Regions from separate parts of the Macaca mulatta genome. Here region 1 is linked to region 2. Evidence: chromatin contacts called from public Hi-C data. All regions are on one chromosome and are shown on one strand. The core of a region is the stretch at or near the end of the contact, and the rest is flanking DNA. Distances in the headings are between cores, read along the strand shown.

Region 1 (5,082 bases), core at 1,439-3,938, 150 kb after region 2:
CACCATGGTGAAACCTCATCTCTACCAAAAATACAAAAATTAGTCGGGTGTGGTGGCGCATACCTGTAGTCCCAGCTACTCGGGAGGCTGAAGCAGGAGAATCCCTTGATCCCGGGAGGCAGAGGCTGCAGCGAGCTGAGATCGCGCCACTGCACTCCAGCCTGGGCAACAGAGTGAGACTCCTGCTCAAAATAAAAAAAAAAAAAAAAAAAAAAAAAAAAGTAACAGGGCTAGTGTAGGCATGGGGAAAATAGAAGATTCATCTGAAGTTGAAATGCTGCCAGATGGGTGACAGAAAAAGAACAAGGGTTAAGGGAATTTAAAATATTGATGTGATTAATGTTAAAATAACCTATCAGTATGTGCTCATAAATATTTGTTAAATTGAGCTAAACTGAACTATCTTTCTTTCTCTGCCTTGTCCTCTCTTCTTTACTTCTTGATGTCAGACGTTACAAATTTGGTATGGATGGACTAGTTTGACCAGAGTAGTTGCAACTGAGTGGGAGAAGGGACTATCTCTGCCCAATACAGCTTCTTGGTTCATTGTATGCTGCAAGAACCCAGTCATATTTAGAAAAATTGGCAGAATACGGTGGCTCACGCCTGTAATCCCAGCACTTTGGGAGGCTGAGGTGGGTGGATCATGAGATCAGGAGATCAAGACCAGCCTGACCAACATGGTGAAATCCCGTCTCTACTAAAAATACAAAAATTAGCCAGGCATGGTGGTGCATGCCTGTAATCCCAGCTACTCAGGAGGCTGAGGCAGGAGAATCACTTGAACCCGGGAGATGGAGGTTGCAGTGAGCCGAGATCACGCCACTGTACTCCAGCCTGGCGACAGAGCAAGACTCATCTTAAAAAAAAAAAAAAAAAAAAAAAGAAAAGAAAAATAGAATGGAATATTCACACAATACCCATGAGAATTGTTCCTAATAAATTTGAAGGCATCCTTTACGTGACTTTGGGTCATTAATTTACATAAATTTGTACTTTATTTGTATATTTAGGATATACATATTTAAACTCAAACATTCATGGCCATTGGATATACCAAACAGAATCCATTTGGAGAATTTTACTCATTTTTTTTGGACAACAATTAATTGTCCCCAGGAACAATGATGGCAAGAGGTATAGCAACGAGGAACTGTACTGCAAAAATGGGAGTCATTAATACCCTTAAAATAAATATGTATTCAAAAGAACACTATTGAGTACTTACTATGCAGCAGACGTTGTGTTTAGGCATATTATCCTATTTAATACCATGACCCTATTAGAAAAGTGCAACTATTATGATCATTTTACAGAGATATTGAGGCAGTCTGTAATTTTCCCCAAATCACAAAATCTGAAAGTTGACCAGGCATGGTGGCTCACGCCTGTAATCCCAGCACTTTGGAAGGCCGAGGCGGGTGGATCACTTGAGGTCAGGAGTTCGAGACCAGCCTGGCCAATATGGTGAAACCCCATCCCTACTGAAAATACAAAAATGAGCCCAGAATGCTGGTGGGCGCCTGTAATCCCAGCTTCTCAAGAGGGTGAGGCATGACAATTGCTTGAACTGGGGAGGCAGAGGTTGCAGTGAGCCGAGATTGTGCCACTGCACTCCAGCTTGGGTGACAGAGCAAGGCATAGTTAAAAAAAAAAACAAAAAAAAAACAATAAAAAACTGGCCGGGCACAGTGGCTCACACCTGTAATCCTAGCACTAAGGGAGGATGAGGAGGGTGGATCACCTGAAGTCAGGATTTCGAGACCAGCCTGGCCAACATGACGAAAACCCCTCTCTACTAAAAATACAAAAATTAGCTGGGCGTGGTGGCGCAGGCCTGTAATCCCAGCTACTCCAGAGGCTGAGGAAGGAGAATTGCTTGAACCTGGGAGGTGGAGGTTGCAGTGCGCCGAGATCGCGCCACCGCACTCCAGCCTGTGCGGCTGGAGCGAGACTTCATCTCAAAAATAAACAAATAAATCTGAAAGTTCTCTCAGACTTCAAAGTTCCTGCCTCAGCCTACTTCAGCATCTTTATCTTGTACCCTACATCTCTACAACCCACCCCCTACTGGTCTCATTGGCCTCCTTTCTGTTCCTGGAAGTGAGCCAAGCTTTCTACCCACCCCGCCCCACCCCACTCCAGGACTTGCACTGTTTAGGTTTTCTTCAGTTGTTGCGAGGCTGGCTCCTTCTCATCTGAGACATCTGTTCTAGATTAATTCTTCCCACCATACTTCTTACCGTGTTTTAATTCCTTCATAGTATTTGTTAAACTCTGATTTTTTTAAAATTTCCCACCAAATGATAAGTAGATCTACCTTTAAGACCTCATTCACTGACTGAATGGATGGATAAAACTGCCTACTTCTCCAGCACGTGGAGGTCTTTGGTATTATACCAAAGGCCATCTGTGTTGTGTCAACAGGCCATCATCGGAACTCTTTTGAGGTATTACACATTCCCTACTTAACTTCCATCTCAGTTTATTACAGAGCCTTTTATACTTCCGGGACAGCAGTGACTTAATACTGAGGCCTCTAAGGGGAAGACCGAGATAACTGAGTCCTGCTTTACCCATCTCGGCCTGCCGGAAACGGTGTGGGCGTAGTCCTCTTTCAGTGTATGTCGGCGCTCTAGGTGAACCGAGACATAGAGGTGGAAGTGGAGTAGAAAGGCGGGGCCAACCGGAAGGGGCGGGTTCATGGGCGAACCCACCCCTCCAGGCCGGGTTTCGTCCCTCGCCCCGCCCCTTCCCCCGCCCGGACGGCCATGGCCATTCCCGGCATCCCCTATGAGAGACGGCTTCTCATCATGGCGGACCCTAGAGATAAGGCGCTTCAGGACTACCGCAAGAAGCTGCTTGAGCACAAGGAGATCGACGGCCGTCTTAAGGAGTGTGAGTGCACCTTTCTTTCCATGTAATCAAGTGCCTCGATTCGCTTCTGCCTCTGACAAAGTAGAAGCCTTTGGCCGAGCCCAGCAACCGAGCCTTAGAGATGACCAGGCCTCGGTGAGGGACAAGGCGCTTTGTCATCCGGCCCTGAGCTTGTGGAGCAGCACTCCTTCGCGTGTAGAAAAGGACCAGTTCAGCCCAGGTGACAGAACGGCCTTGAGGTGGAAATGAAAAAGAAGTAGAGGAGGAGCGGGGAAGTGGGCCGAGGATGTTTCCCAGGTTAGGGTGCAAGGAGGGTAGTGCTGGTGGAGTCCCGGGACTTGAAGAGGGAAAGGCGCTTGAGTCAAGCAAGCTCAAACAAGAGATGAGACTCAGGGAGTCGGCTTGTTCTTGGAGTCGAAAGACGGCCGCGGAGCTTTGGAGAGAAGTGTTCCAGTTGTCATAATAACCCATATCGTCTTTTGTCGTGTTTCGTGTTGTACTGTATCAGGCATACAAATTTCCCTTACCTCCTGAGTGCTTAACTTTTTTTTCATTTTCATTGAAATGCATGAGTGGTTTAATTAAATGAAGGAGGACCATAATTAAATGATTCTGTGGAGAACTGCATTTGTTGACTTTATTTAGGGTAGAATATCAGAGAATAATCCAAGTGGGTAGGTGAAGAGGTGAGGAAGGGTCTGATTATCATTCGGATTTGTAGTCGCAAATGCTAAGTGTGTCAGGGTGTCAATATCTGTTAAGAATATAACTTAAGATGTGCTTAAACAAGTATTGCCAATCAAGAAAATAAAAATATGGTGCTTTCTCTGTAACATTTTGTTGTTATACATGCCACCTACTCATTACAAACAGCATTATGTCTTGTATGGTTTGAAATAGTGGATGGGAAACTTAGGTAAAGTGAAATAGACTTACGTAAACAGTAAAGTGAGAAGTAGCCACTTAAACACACTAAGATTACTGTTCAATTATAAATGTTCAAATTGTATTATTTCAGTAAGGGAACAATTAAAAGAACTTACCAAGCAGTACGAAAAGTCTGAGAATGATCTGAAGGCCCTACAAAGTGTCGGGCAGGTAGGTAATGGAGTTTGGGGAATAGGGGTCATGGTAATTTGCTTTTTTATTTAGCTGTTGCCAAAAAGTAATGCTTTTTATTTTCTTCCTTAGATTGTGGGTGAAGTGCTTAAACAGTTAACTGAAGAAAAATGTGAGTGAATTAACTCATTAATTAGTAAAGAAATAGCCCACCTCTCTCTAACTTTTGAAATGCTTACTATTTTAATGACAATAATGCAGAGAGATAGTATTTTTGCATAGACTTAAGTTTTCCTTCAACTAATGTCTTCTTGGAGGACAGAAATACAACTAAACCCTCTATCAACGTGGATATGTATTTTTTTACTTTCTATTTTTCAATTAGTTCTTTTATGTTTTTTCTTCTAGTCATTGTTAAAGCTACCAATGGACCAAGATATGTTGTGGGTTGTCGTCGACAGGTAAGACTTTATATTTGTATAGGGCCTGATGATTGACAAAAGTAGTTTCATGTAAGTTATTGTCTCTAATTCTTGAGGCAAGCAGGTCGGGCATTTATTCCCATAACTCACAAGGATGATTTGTTCAGACATAGCTAGTTATTAACAAAGCCTGAATTCAAACCATGGGCTTTGACTCCTAGCATTCTGTACTTGCTACTGTATTACATTGTCTCAGTGAGATCTATTAATAGCCACTTAGAAATAAAAGTATTTTAGAACTGGAAAATAGACATTTTAATGTCGTTTTTAAAGAGGACTTACAAGTGTTAGATACCATCCGCTACCTGTGTTTATATTTAGACATTCAGAACTGTTACTTATGGACTGTACCATGGCCTAGGTTAATTTTGTATAAGGTCATTTGGATTAGGGTAGGGCAAGTTGAAATAATTCTCAATTTTATTTTATAGTTATCAACGATGCCAACAAATGACCTCAAGTCATTCAGTAGTGTCTGAAATCAATTTATGTACTATTCTTTAGAAAGTGCCCTTAGATAGAGAATTCTTTTAAATTCATTGGAAGAGCTTTCTCTGTTTTATTGTCATTTCAGGTTCAGGTTTTAAAACGTTCACAGAACATGGCTGTAAAATATAATTTAATCCAGAAACTAAATCTCATATTAGGATTTTGCCTAGTATAT
Region 2 (4,333 bases), core at 1,323-3,822:
CGTGCCCGACCCAAACAGTTCTGCTTTTAAATGGTTGAAAGACTACTATGTTAGGGTCATCTGTCCTCTCAGAACAACAATATTAAATCTTTATGCATTTGGACACATTTAAATTTTAGAATAACTGACACCAAGCTTTTCTAGGAAACCCTTGGTTAGTTCCCCCTTTATAGGCCTAATATTCCCTTATGATTAACCATAAAATTAATGGCTTTCCCTCTCAGAAAAGAAGGAAATTAACAACTATAACTATTAAATAAATTGTATCAACATCTGTGGCCATCATACTCAGGAAAAAGACACACTTCCTATTTTGCAACAAATGGAGCATATAATGCTTACAAAGTTCACGCCTAAGAACATTCTGTCTGAAGTCAGCTTGCTTAGTTTAATGCTGCTACTGGAGAACAGAACCTGCTCACTGAACCAGCCTCAAATAAAATGTTGATTAGATCTCAACACAGTTTATCATTTCAGATCCAAGGAGGCAATAAAAGGGGTCAACATCTCTCCCCTTTAGAGCCTTTTCAAAGCAGTTGGGAGAAAAATCCTCTACCTGCACCCTCACCCCGCAACTCTATACACACACTCCCATCCCCCAAAAAAGAAGAAAGGAGGAGGCTATCCAGATTTGCTTTTACTGACACATGGCAGGTGGCAGGTAAGTCTCACAGACAAAGACCTAAAATTAGTATAGGTACCATCCAGATGTTTACTATCACTTTGAGCAGAGAATACAGGAGAAAAACACTTTTATAGTAAAAGTCTATTGATGACTTGAAATGTGCACATCAATGATTATGGAAGATGCAAATAGGCCATGGCAGAGAATATGCGGTGCCCTTGATTTTGACAAGTGCCTAAAACCACACAACTCTGATTTTATGCTTAAATGATTAAGCACATTACTGCAATCAATTACATCACTGCTGTCATGAGCATCCTGTCTCCTATTTGAAGAGACTTGTGTCCTGCCCTAACCACATTCTCTAAAAACACATGAGATGAAGTTCTTACGTTCCAATAAACAAAATCCTGCTCCAAAGCACAGATGTTGGATTAGGCCTATTAACTTCTTAGAGCAAGCCGTACCCTCTCATACACTGCACTCTCTACCTGCTCAACTGAACGTTTCATCTGAGGGATGTCTAGGTAACAGTGCGGGGCCTGTACATCTACTACTACAGTTTGTCAGCAAACCTCTAAGGAACTCGAACCACACTAGTATCTGGTACCTGGACAAACGACTATCCCAGACTCTAAAAAATAGACTTTAAAGTTCCCTGTGGAATATTTAGCTAGGAAAAAAAGAGAGCACCACTCTTCTTGGGCAAAGCATACGACAAAGGCCAGCCTGGACAATACAGTGAAACCTCGTCTCTCCCAAAAAAAAAAAAAAAAAAAAAAAATCAGCCGGGCATGGTGGCGCCAGTACCTGTAGTCCCAGTTACTTGGGAGGCTGAGGTGGGAGGATTGCTTGTGCCCAGGAGGTGGAGGTTTGCAGTGAACTGTCACTACAGCCTGGGTGACAGAGCGAGACCCTGCACGAAAAAAGAAAAACAAAAAAGCATAGGACAAAGGATGGTGAGGTAAGGAAAGCTGGGTCTTGGTTGCTCCAATAGACGTGGCAATGTCTTTCACAAGGATATTGAATTCGTAATGTGCTGTATATTCTAAAGAAAACAAATTATTTCCTCTTAATTTTGCACTACTTGCTAATTTTATTCCCAAATAGGAAAAAAAAAATCAACAACTATGTGCCGGCCTAATATACATTAGTCTATGTGATTATTCCTCGCTTCTTTACAGCAGTAACATAGCATGTATTTTCTCTCAGCCCCAGGAATAGCGCCACCATCTACCATACACAGGTCCAAGGGCTTCAATACATGTGGAATTTAAACAGTACAGAATATTCTACTTCCTCTCCAGGCAATCATCAGACTAACAAGTCTGTTTCTGCCTTTTTCCCAAAACTGAAGCCCAGAGCATCTTCCCAAATTCTACGTTTGAAAGAACGAGCTTCCCCCTGCTCACAGATCGCTTCAACATCCATCTGACACTACTATTACTCCTTCTTAAGAGACATATCCCTTGGGAGGGAAGTGTCTTTCACTTAAGAGCTCCGGTTCTCCCCGTTGCCCCTTTCCATCCCCTTGACCCACAAAGGGCTCCGGTGTTTCCCGCCGTTCATACAGCGAAAACAGAAGGTAAAACGCCCTCAGGAGGCTCCAGGTGAGGCCCTTCAGTGCCCCAGAGGCGGGTGTCCTAAGTCAGACTCCGGAGCTCTGCAGTGCAGCCCTGGCTACAGAAAGCCGCTTCGTCTGAATCCCCGGGTCTGCAGGCAGAGCCCACAGCCTGAAGGACCGGCGCTGCCACCTACCTGCCCGGGACCTGCGGACGGGGACCTAGGCCGTTCCTGAGGCCGCGCGGCCAACAGTTCCCGCCGCCACGCGACGGAGTAGGAGGCAGAAGGCCGGGCCGTGCCAGACTAGCCGGGTAGCCTGGAACCACTTCGCCAACCTGCTAAGGCGTAGCACCGCTCCTTCCCAGCCTGCGGCCGCCACCGACTCGACAGAGTCGGCCTCCCGGACAAAAAACAACCTGCGAAGCTCCTCCTTCTCCTCGTGCTCCCTACGTGAGGCATTCTCTAACCAATGGGAAGCGCGGTGGGCGGAGCGAGAGTGACAGACGATTACAGAGTCCTCCCGCCGGCGCGAACGGGCGGTGCAGTAGCAGGTCCAATCAGCAGCGTGGGTGGGAAGTACAGGGGAGGGAGAAAGTAGGAAAATTAAGCCCCCAATCAGATTTCGGGGCCCTCGAGCGACGGGTACGGCGGCCCGTGGCCTTCCGAGCACGGCGCTCAGGGGGCGTGCCTAGCCGGGCCAATCGGCGCGAGCCCACAGTGCGGAGCGAGCGCCTCAAATGCTCGGGTTTCTCAGCTGATTGTCTCCAGCCGAGAGTTGTTTTTTGCAGCTACGGAGCCGAGCCGCAGCAGGAGGAGCCGAGACCCCCGAGGGGTGGGGGGAAAGAGGAGGCGGGGTCGGGGGGAGCAGCGGCTGCTCTGCGCGGGACTCCGGGTCCCGTCACGGCGCTTCCTGGGGTTAGAGGCTGGGGTGGGTGGGGGGTAAGGGGGCAGTCCTTCTCCCCTTCGACGGCGGCTCCGAATCCAGCCCCTTCCTTCCCGCGCTCGCTCGCCCGGCCCCCAGCCCCCTCATGAGGGTGTCCGTGCCGGGTCCGGCGGCCGCTGCGGCCCCCGCGGCCGGCCGCGAGCCCTCCACGCCCGGCGGGGGCGGCGGAGGCGGAGGCGCCGTCGCTGCCGCCTCAGGCGCCGCGGTGCCGGGCTCCGTGCAATTGGCGCTGAGCGTCCTGCACGCCCTGCTCTACGCCGCGCTGTTCGCCTTTGCCTACCTGCAGCTGTGGCGGCTGCTCCTGTACCGCGAGCGGCGGCTGAGTTACCAGAGCCTCTGCCTCTTCCTCTGTCTCCTGTGGGCAGCGCTCAGGACCACCCTCTTCTCTGCCGCCTTCTCGCTCAGCGGCTCCCTGCCCTTGCTCCGGCCGCCCGCTCACCTGCACTTCTTCCCCCACTGGCTGCTCTACTGCTTCCCCTCCTGTCTCCAGTTCTCCACGCTCTGTCTCCTCAACCTCTACCTGGCGGAGGTAAGGCAGGAGGGCCGGCATGCGGGGCCCGGGCGGGTACGCGGGGCCGCTGGGATCAACTCCCGCTGAGGACCAGCGGGGGCGGGGGGGTGGGCAGCTAGAGGCGGACTGGAAACCAGCCTGGGGAAACTGAGGCACACCTGGAGTGTGAGCCAGTGTTTTCGTCCTAAACTTAAGTGGCTGATTGGCTCGATTACTGAGGGGTCCGGGGCTAGGGGGTGAGTGAGTGAGAGTGTGTGTGTCTGACAACTTAAAACAGCAACGGAACGAACCCTTTGTTTGGTGTTCTGGCCCTCTGAGGTAAGGCGTTGGTGGCACCAACAAAGTGGCATCTCAAGAAGTAGCAGCCCCGGTGGCTCTGCCGAAGCCGGACTGTGTTGAGGGAGGTTGGATGCTGAGGTAGCAGCAGCTCTGCTGAAGCTGGACTGCTGCCAGCCATTACGTCACCAGGCAGAGCTGTTCCTCTGCTATTGTTGCTGCGTTTCTTTTATTAGAAGCTTATATTCCCTCCTGCATCTCCTTTCCTGTGGCTCGATAAGCCTCACGCAAATTTCGTTCGATAGTTCCCCAGCAGGGTTGATGATCAATAACCAATGCTGAGGATCAGGATAAGGACCTCCATAAAGCCCTTAATGTTTGTCCCAGTTGCTTCATGCTTTAGTGGTTTATCCTA

What was found. Hi-C and Micro-C count contacts between places; a contact is called where the count stands out from the background.
Region 1: a contact with region 2 is called in a Hi-C map of fetal cortex germinal zone, with 4 times the contacts expected there. The contact joins the promoter of PSMC6 here to the promoter of TXNDC16 in region 2. A contact is called at or near these places in 3 of 14 Hi-C or Micro-C datasets (fetal cortex germinal zone, fetal cortical plate and liver).

What each region holds. Positions count from the first base shown.
Region 1 is chr7:125,826,930-125,832,011 of T2T-MMU8v2.0, forward strand. It overlaps PSMC6 (proteasome 26S subunit, ATPase 6), which reads left to right and starts at 2,689. Exons shown (of 14, transcript XM_028851551.2): 1 at 2,689-3,097; 2 at 3,896-3,975; 3 at 4,069-4,108; 4 at 4,345-4,397. The coding sequence starts at 2,704.
Region 2 is chr7:125,680,432-125,684,764 of T2T-MMU8v2.0, forward strand. TXNDC16 (thioredoxin domain containing 16) reads right to left here and starts at 2,573. Exons shown (of 21, transcript XM_015143696.3): 1 at 2,384-2,573. It overlaps GPR137C (G protein-coupled receptor 137C), which reads left to right and starts at 2,905. Exons shown (of 7, transcript XM_077941031.1): 1 at 2,905-3,660. The coding sequence starts at 3,217.